2 separate regions of the Pan troglodytes genome follow, and region 1 is linked to region 2. The links are chromatin contacts, called in public capture Hi-C maps. All regions are on one chromosome and are shown on one strand. The core of a region is the stretch at or near the end of the contact, and the rest is flanking DNA. Distances in the headings are between cores, read along the strand shown. Region 1 has its middle 51 kb from the start of ITSN2. Region 2 overlaps ADCY3 (adenylate cyclase 3).

Evidence for each region. Capture Hi-C pulls out chosen DNA fragments and counts their contacts.
Region 1: a capture Hi-C map of stem cell-derived neural stem cells shows a contact between it and region 2, with 5 times the contacts expected there. The contact joins two enhancer-like sites. A contact is called at or near these places in 5 of 7 Hi-C or Micro-C datasets (blood, induced pluripotent stem cells, a lymphoblastoid cell line and 1 more) and 1 of 1 other capture datasets (stem cell-derived neural stem cells).

The regions. Positions count from the first base shown.
Region 1 is chr12:98,458,455-98,462,677 of NHGRI_mPanTro3-v2.0_pri, forward strand. No RefSeq gene overlaps it. Among named protein-coding and RNA genes, the nearest start is that of ITSN2, 51 kb to the right of the region's middle. Within about 2 kb of position 2,472, at least 3 of the 24 cell types and tissues checked have an H3K27ac peak or open chromatin away from gene starts, as enhancers often do. A contact at or near this core is called in stem cell-derived neural stem cells, where this site is marked.
Region 2 is chr12:98,038,123-98,042,487 of NHGRI_mPanTro3-v2.0_pri, forward strand. It overlaps ADCY3 (adenylate cyclase 3), which reads left to right. Exons shown (of 22, transcript XM_016948151.3): 11 at 11-172; 12 at 2,742-2,829; 13 at 3,665-3,781. Among named protein-coding and RNA genes, the nearest start is that of PTRHD1, 39 kb to the right of the region's middle. Within about 2 kb of position 2,474, at least 11 of the 24 cell types and tissues checked have an H3K27ac peak or open chromatin away from gene starts, as enhancers often do. A contact at or near this core is called in stem cell-derived neural stem cells, where this site is marked.

The sequences.
Region 1 (4,223 bases), core at 1,222-3,721, 420 kb after region 2:
CCTAAGCCTGGCATAATTTCAGCACTTTGGGAGGCCAAGGCAGGCAGATCACCTGAAGTCAGGAGTTCAAGACCAGCCTGGCCAACATGGTGAAACCCTGTCTCTACTAAAAATACAAAATTAGCAGGGCATGATGGCGCACGCCTGTAATCCCAGCTACTTGGGAGTCTGAGGGAGGAGAATCGCTTGAGCCCGGTAGATGGTTGCAGTGAGCCGAGATCGGGCCATTGCATTCCAGCCTCCGCAACAAAGCAAGACTCCATCTTAAATTAAAAAAAAAAAAAAAAAACTAAACTAAAAAAGTGTGTGTTGGGGAGGATATACAAACACATATACCCTTGGCCCAAAAACTTTACGTCTAGACATTTACTGCAAAAATATATTCACCCAAGTGCAGAATGACATATGTACAAGATTGTTTATTGTAGCATTGTTTTCAAGAGCCAAAGATACAAAGCAACTGAAATGTCCATTAACAGACATTAATGAAATCATGCTATTATGAAATTGTGGGATACTCAGACGCTACCAAGAAGAATGAAGAAGCTCTTTATGTACTACATGCAAGTACATCCAAGATATCTTCAGTGAAAAGAGCAAGGCTCAGAAGGTCCATACACCAGTGTTGAGGCAAAGGGGGAATATAATACATTGTTTGCTTAAATATGCATAAAGTCACTCTGGGAGGCTACATCAAAAGCATGAAATGGATTAGCTCTGGGGAAGAGAATTGGGCACCTGGGAAACAGGAGCGGGAAGGAAAGTTTTCACAAACATTTATTTGTACCCTTTGAGCTTTCAGCCATGCGAACAAATTTCCTATTAAAAATAAAACATGGCCAGGCATGGTGGCTCCCATCTGTAATCCTGGTACTTTGGAGACCAAAGTGGGAGGATTACTTGAGGCCAAGAGTTCAAGAACAGCCTGGGCAACATAAGAAGACCCTGCCTCTACAAAATCTAAAAAAAAAAAAAAAATTAGGCCAGGCCCAGTGGCTCATGCCTATAATCCCAACACTTTGGGAGACTGAGGCAGGCGATCATTTGAGGTCAGGAGTTCGAGACCAGCCTAACTAACATGATGAAAACTCATCTCTACTAAAAATACAAAAAATTAGCTGGACGTGGTGGTGTATGCCTGTAATCCCAGCAACTCGGGAGGCTGAGACAGGAGAATCACTTGAACCCAGGAGGCGGAGGTTGCAGTGAGCCAAGATTGTGCCACTGCACTCCAGCCTGGGCGACAGAGCGAGAGACTCTGTCTCAAAAACAAAAACAAAAAAATTAGCTGACTGTATGGCACACACCTGCAGTCCCAGCTACTTGAGAGATTGAGGCAGGAGGATTGTTTGAGCATAGGAGTTAGAGCAATGAGCTACAATTGTGCTACTGCACTCCAGCCTGTGTGACAGAATGAGATCCTGTCTCTTGAATAAGTAAATAAATAAATAAAACAGACCACCAGGTTTCCCTGATGTAGTACCACTGTGATACAAGACACAGGTGCTCACTTGCGATAATAATCTTTCTTTAGCATAATCAACGTACTATTTACCACCATAAAGAAGCAGAGTTTGACTTACAGTTTCAATTGTGCATGAAAATAAATGACCTGTTTAAGGGGATAAACAGATGTATAAACTGGTTGGCCACCTGTGTTACAATGGCATCATCATGGCCAGTCACAAAAGATTTCTCACCCTTTGACAAGAATGTGGACCCCTGGGGTGGAGTGTGGCAAAGGTCACTGTGGAGAAGGCTAGAGGCACTGACTTAGGAACAAAGCCTTTCTGAAATGGACAATGTCTTCACAGTGTCCTCCAATTTCAGGCACAAATGGCCCTCAGCCAAGCCCAGAGATTGCAGTCACACAGCCAGGTCAATCTATCGTGCCCGTCTTAGTCCATTTTGTGCTGCTATAAGGGAATACCAGCGACTAGGCAACTTATAAAGAAAAGAAATTTATTCTTCACAGTTCTGAAGGCTAGGAAGTCCAATATCAAGGTGTCAGCATCTTGCAAGGGCCTTCTTGCTGAGTCATCCCATGACAGAAGGTGAGAGGGAAAGAGAAAGATGCTTAAACAAAACAGCAAATTTGCTTGATTATGTAACTGAAAAGTCTCGAAATAGGGCTTGCTGCTATCTTGGCTTAAAGGTTGAAATGTATCACGGCTTCTCTCTCTCTCTCCCTCTCTCTCTCTCACCTCTGTTCTCAGACTGGCTCCCACTGAAGATGTCAAGATGGCTGCAGCAACTTTGGGCCTCACATTCCCTCAGGTAAAAATCTAGCAGGACAGAGAAAGAATCTTTCCCTCAGAAGTCCCCAGAAAAATGACTGATGAATGGAAGCCTCGTTCATAGCCAATGAGAAGAAATGATACTTTTGCTGGAAATGCAAGCTTTGGATTGATTTAGATCAGAAGCTCTGTGCCTGAGCTAAGGGTGAAGCCCCGGCCAAAGCAGCCCCACTTGGGAGGCAGAGGCAGGGATTGCCACAAAAGGGTGGCTGCCTGGTGGGCAGTAGAGAGAACAGCTGTCAGTAAACAGCTGTAGCCTAAGATAATTGGCGTGCAACAGATATCCAGTAGGAATGAGGATCTGCCAAGAACAAGAAGTACACTGAAAGAAAGAGGGTAGAATATAGATGTTTATACCTATCACTTGACATTAGTGTTTCAAATTAAAGAAGTCAATATTTCTAAACTTGATATACAATTTCAAAAAGAAAGAATAATTAATGTTTCTGGACGATATGCAATTTCAAAAAGAAAGAATAATTGCTTTATTCTTTGAAATAAAAAAAAACTTCATAAAATTAGCTGTAAAAAGAAAACTTTATCCTGGGAATTACTGCAGATATGATTACTCTCATCTAAAAGCATGAAGAAATAAAAGACAGTGATGGGAATCAGCTACTGACAGTTCTAGATGGAATGTCTAATTTGAAAATGATTTCTTCTTTTCCATGTAAGGCTCTTCCATAATATGTAAATTGGAGGTGATTCGTACAACTCACGTCGTGGTAAAATAATAGCTAGAGTAAGAAGTTTGGGTTAGAAGTAGAATTACTTTTAAAAATAGTTCTACTGTCAGTTTCTATACTCATCAAACTTTTAATGGCAAGACATTTAGTACAAGAATTCTTCTAAATCACTGCAGAGAATAATTACCACAAGAAGAAAAACAGTTTCTGAAGAGGTGACGTCCCGCCCTTAGACAAAGGGTCTGGTGGATTTAGCATATAATCTCTCCTGAGTGTCTCTGGCACGCACTATTGGCAGCCTACTCAATGGCTATACTTCACTTCTTTCTCACCTAAAAAAATCAAGTACATACATAAAAGCCCTATTTTGACCAGGCAACCATATGCCCAGCTTTAGGTTCTAAGTAAATCGTGGTTCTCTAACTTTTCTTTTGTCAGTCTAGCGATGGACATGTAATTAAATTCTGACCGAAGAAGTCTCCTGGGGGGCCCAGTTTAAATTCTTGCTTAGGGGGACTTGAGAAAGCCCTTTTGCTCCAGCCTCCTTCCTGCCTTCTTAAATGTGGCCCTCTGAGGATATAATGTTTAGAGCAGCTGCTCCATCTTGTGGTCAGAAGAGGAAAGCCATGGAAACCTCAAATTTGTGCCTAACACATCTACTCCAGGGATTCCAGACGTTTTGCTAAGTGGCATATTATGGGTCACATGGGTTGAGCCACTTTGAATTGGATATTCTGTTGATTTCAACCAAAGTCATTCCTACATGATATAGCTCCTCCTCAAATTTCCGATCTGTGGTTGCCATACTAAATACCACATATTGGCTGGGCGCGGTGGCTCACGCTGTAATCCCAGCACTTTGGGAGGCTGAAACAGGCGGATCACTTGAGGTCAGGAGCTCGAGACCAGCCTGGCCAACATGGTGAAACCCCATCTCTACGAAAAATACAAAAATAGCTGAGGCAAGAGCATCACCTGAACCCGGGAGATGGAGGTTGCCGTGAGCCGAGATTGTACCACTGCACTCCAGCCTGGGCGACAGAGTTTCAAAAGACAGAGTATATAAAAATACCACATACTAATTTTGGAGGTTATATATTTGCCTTGCAAAGGCTAAAATAAAGGACCAACTTTCAAAAAACCATCCTTAAAGAACAACTATGTCTTAAACTATCCTATTCGTTTAAATTTGGGCTAGCGGGTTTTTTTTAAACAAAAATATCAAGCCAGATTCTTTTAA
Region 2 (4,365 bases), core at 1,224-3,723:
CCCACTGCAGAGTAAAGAAGAGAAACACCTTCCTCTTGTCCATGCGGTTCATGGACCCCGAGATGGAAACCCGCTACTCGGTGGAGAAGGAGAAGCAGAGTGGGGCTGCCTTCAGCTGCTCCTGCGTCGTCCTGCTCTGCACGGCCCTGGTCGAGATACTCATCGACCCCTGGTGAGGGAGGGGCCGGGGAGGGCCACGAGTTTCCTCGGCTGCGGTGGTGCCGGGCGGGGGGCGGGGGCAGGTGTCTCAGCAGGAGCCTGACACTGGGGAGCAAGCCAGTCTCTGCTCCCTGACCCCCACTGGGACGGCCCCCACAGGCCCCAGGAGTGCTAGACGGCACCCTGGGCATCCTTCCTTTTCCCCGCCCCGCGTTTTGGAGCAGTCCTAGCGTCAGAATGGGGATCTGGCCAGGATCAAGAGAGCTGAGGGACAGAGGCCTCCAGAAGGCTGGAGACCTTGGCTAGATGGGCCCACACTGATTCTTGGGACAAAGATGGGGACACTGCGTCAGTCTCAGTCACCAAGGCTGACCTGGCCCCTCTCTTGGCTCATCTTGGTAAAGATAGATTTTAGGCTGTGGGCACAGACTGACGCCCTCTCTAACGCAGCAGTAGGTCCTCCAGGGCAAGGTGGGGCTCCTGGAGTCCCCAGCTGGTGAAGCCCTGTCTGAGGGTGACGACCACTCTCTTGTTCTCCCTTTCTCCCCTCGGCCAATCGGGGATTCCCCGGCACAGAGGAGGGGTCTGGAACCCTGCTGGGATTACAGTTTGTCAGGAGCCTTGGGCTGGGTCACACTATCTAAGGTTGCGGGTGTGTGACCACGTGCAGGCCACTGCAGGCTCCGGCAGCATCTGTTTCCTCATCTGTGAAATGAGGAGACAACCCCTGCCCTAGCGGACACTCAGGACTGTGGTGAGGCTCAAATTCACTCATTCCATAAGTATTGATTGGTTGTCTGCTTCATGCGTGGGGATCAAGGGCTGGGGCTATGGCAGCGATGCGGCACACAGAAACCCCTGCTCTCGTGAAACTTGGGTTCTGGTAGGGGAAGCTACAGGCAAAAGCAATTAAACAATTAAAATATGCATCCATGCGAGAGTAAGTACTGCAGACACAGGGAAGGCAAGGAAGGGAGGCGGGTATGCTGCTGGGGAGCTTTGTTTTGTTTTGTTTGCATTTTGATGTGGGATGGTCAGAGCAGGACTTGCTGGCAGGGTAATATTTCAGTAACGCCTGGAAGCGGGTGAGGGGCGAGCCTTCTCCTATCTGGGGGACACCTGCTTCGGATAGAGGTGCTGAGGCTGGAGTGGCCTGGCCCCTGGAGGCACAGTGAGGAGGCATCGCATTGGGAACGGGCCACAGGAAGAGTAGCAGGAGTCCAGCACAGACGTGGGGCCTCCTACACGCCACTGCAGGGTGCCAGCTTCCACTCTTAACACAGGCCGCCGCCAGAACAAGGGAGCAGAGGAGTCCCCTGTTGTGACATATGCCTGGAGAGGCTCACTCCTGCTGAGAACAGCGCTTAGTGAGCACAGCGGGAGCAGTGAGACCAAATAGTGGCCCAGACAAGCCACTGTGGTGGCCAGGCCAGGCCGAGGATAGAGGAGGATCAGTGGTTGGATTCCGTCGATAGATGCTGAATGTATTTTGGAGACAGAGCTGACAGGATTTGCTGGCAGATTGGTTGTGGGGCGTGAGTGTGGAGTTGAGGATGTCTCCTGGGCTTCTGATATGAGCAACTGGCAGGACGGGGGTGCCGTTAACCAAGATGGGGACGAGGTGGCAAGATGAGAGTGGAGAGGCAAAGATCAGGAGTTTGCTTTGGGACACGTGAAGTTTGCAGTGCCCACAAGCCAAGGAGGCCAGCATCCATGATCTGGAGTTCGGAGGGCGGGTGGGGTTGGAGACGTGAACCTGGCGTCGCCAGCATGCAGGCTGTGCTGCAACACGAGACTTGCTGAGCTCAAGGCAGCGTGTCCAGATGCAGAGACAGAAAAGGACTCAAGAAACCAAGCGAGAAAAGTGTCTCAAGGAGGGGTGAGAGGTGACTGAAAAATGGGACATGGATTTAGCTACCAGGAGGCTTCTGGGGCTCTTGGCAAGGACACCTTCCAGGGAGGGGTTAAACGGGAATGGGTGTGAGCAGAGGGTATAGAGAACAGGTTTCCGGGAGTTGTCAGGTTCAGGTGGATGTGTTGAGTGGGTCCACTGTGAAGCTGGGGGCGGCTGTCACAGGCGGACTCTTAGCCCCCGGCAGCGAGGGAGTGATGCTGCTCCGTGCTCTGTCCTTTCAGCACAGCGACATGGCAGGGGTGCATTCCTAAGATCCCTGCCCAAGTTTATCCTGGGCTGTGCCCAGGCCACCTGTGAGTTGTTCCCTCTCTGGGAAATGTCCCAGGCAGCAGCTGCAGCTGGAGAGTGGCCCGCTCCCAGGCCGGCACTCAGCTGGCGGCCCGTCTCATCAGGGCCTTTGTCCTGTTCTGCACGGCAGGCAGCAGCAATTCCCTGGCACTGCGTGGAGCTGTACAGGCTCGTGCTGTGCTGAGAGGCCTCCCCGGCCCCTGCCCCCGGCCCCCGTCCCCTGCCCCCGGCCCCTGCCCCCTGCCCCTGGTCCCTGTCCGCTGTCCCCTGCCCCCTGTCCGCTGGCCCCTGCCCCCATCCCCGTCCCTTCCTCTCCTAGCCCCTCACCCCATCTCACTGTCCCCTCTGGCCTCTCCCAATTGTCTTCTCTCTGTCACAGGCTAATGACAAACTATGTGACCTTCATGGTGGGGGAGATTCTGCTCCTCATCCTGACCATCTGCTCCCTGGCTGCCATCTTTCCCCGGGTAAGAGGCACTTTTCTACTGAGCTCAGAAGCCTCTGGAAGTGAGTGGCACTCCCTGTAAAACTGGGCAGTGATGGAGTTATTCTTTCTGTCAAATCTGACAGGCAGACACTCCTCTGTTAGGACGGTCCAGGCACTTGCCCATCCATTCATTCACCATCAGCAGAGCACTCCCTCTGGCTGGGCCACCAGGCTGTGGCAGGCTGTGGTGGGCCACAGCTGGGCCGTGGTGGGCCTTGTTGGGCCGTGGTGCTGCAGCACGTATGAGTACGGCAGAGTCTGGGTAAACAAGAACCTGGGTAGAGAGGAAGTGGAGGGCCGGCTGGAAGGTGGGTTGGCCCCGATGGTGAAGGCCCCTAGAAGCCAGACTAAAGGGATTAAAACTTTCTCCTGTAAGGCACTGAGGTACCAAGCAGAGTTTTTTTTTTTTTAATCAGAATGACAAAGGTAAAGCAGTGTTTAGGAACATAAATCTGACAGGTGGCTCGCCAGGTCACTTGGAGCCAGGGTAGGCAGGAGTAGCTGGCCAGAGACGAGCAGCCCTGAAAACTGTTCCTGCCCTGGCCTCACCTCGTCACCACGTCTGCTGTGGAAAGGGCTGCGACCTGGAGGCTGTGCTGTTGAACAGGCACATCGAGGAGGTCCAACGCAGCGTCAGAACTCCCACGGCCTCTTCTCAGCTCTGCCCCTGGGTCAGCTGTCGGGTGACTCCCAGGCAGAGTCCGTTTTGAGGCTCCTGGGACTGGAATACGGGACCAGCCTGAGTTGCTGTCAGTCACGTCGCAGGAGAAAGGACTGGCAAAGGCTCATGGCCCTTGAAATTCTGTTCCTTCTAGGCCTTTCCTAAGAAGCTTGTGGCCTTCTCAACTTGGATTGACCGGACCCGCTGGGCCAGGAACACCTGGGCCATGCTCGCCATCTTCATCCTGGTGATGGCAAATGTCGTGGACATGGTGAGCTCCTGCTGTCCTTGTTGAAGGGACGCCCCTGTTCTCGTGGAGAAGGGCTTCTGTTTGGGTCACACAAGCAGTTTCTCAGTCCATCCCTCCACCGTCTTGTAGCTTTGGAGTGGCTCTTAGGTTCCCAAACACATCATCCCCACCTAGTGGAAGGAGTCTTGTCCCTGTCATCCAGGGAGCCTCTGGGATGGACTTGTTTCCTTGAAGCTCCTCTCCAGAGTCCGAGAGCACAGTTCCATGTGCCCAGGCCTGTGCTAGGTACCTTATGTATGTTGATTCATTTAATCTGTGAAGAAGTCCTGAGCAGTTGTACCAGTATCTGCAGTTTCATAGGGAGAAACTAACTCTCAAAAAGGGTAATTGGTTGGGCGCGGTAGCTCACGCCTGTAATCCCAGCACTTTGGGAGGCCGAGGTGGGCGGATCACGAGGTCAGGAGTTCGAAACCAGCCTGGCCAACATGGTGAAACCCCATCTGTACTAAAAATACAAAAATTAGCCAGGCATGGTGGTGCACACCTGTAATCCCAGCTACTTGGGAGGCTGAAGCAGGAGAATCGCTTGAACCCAGGAGGCGGAG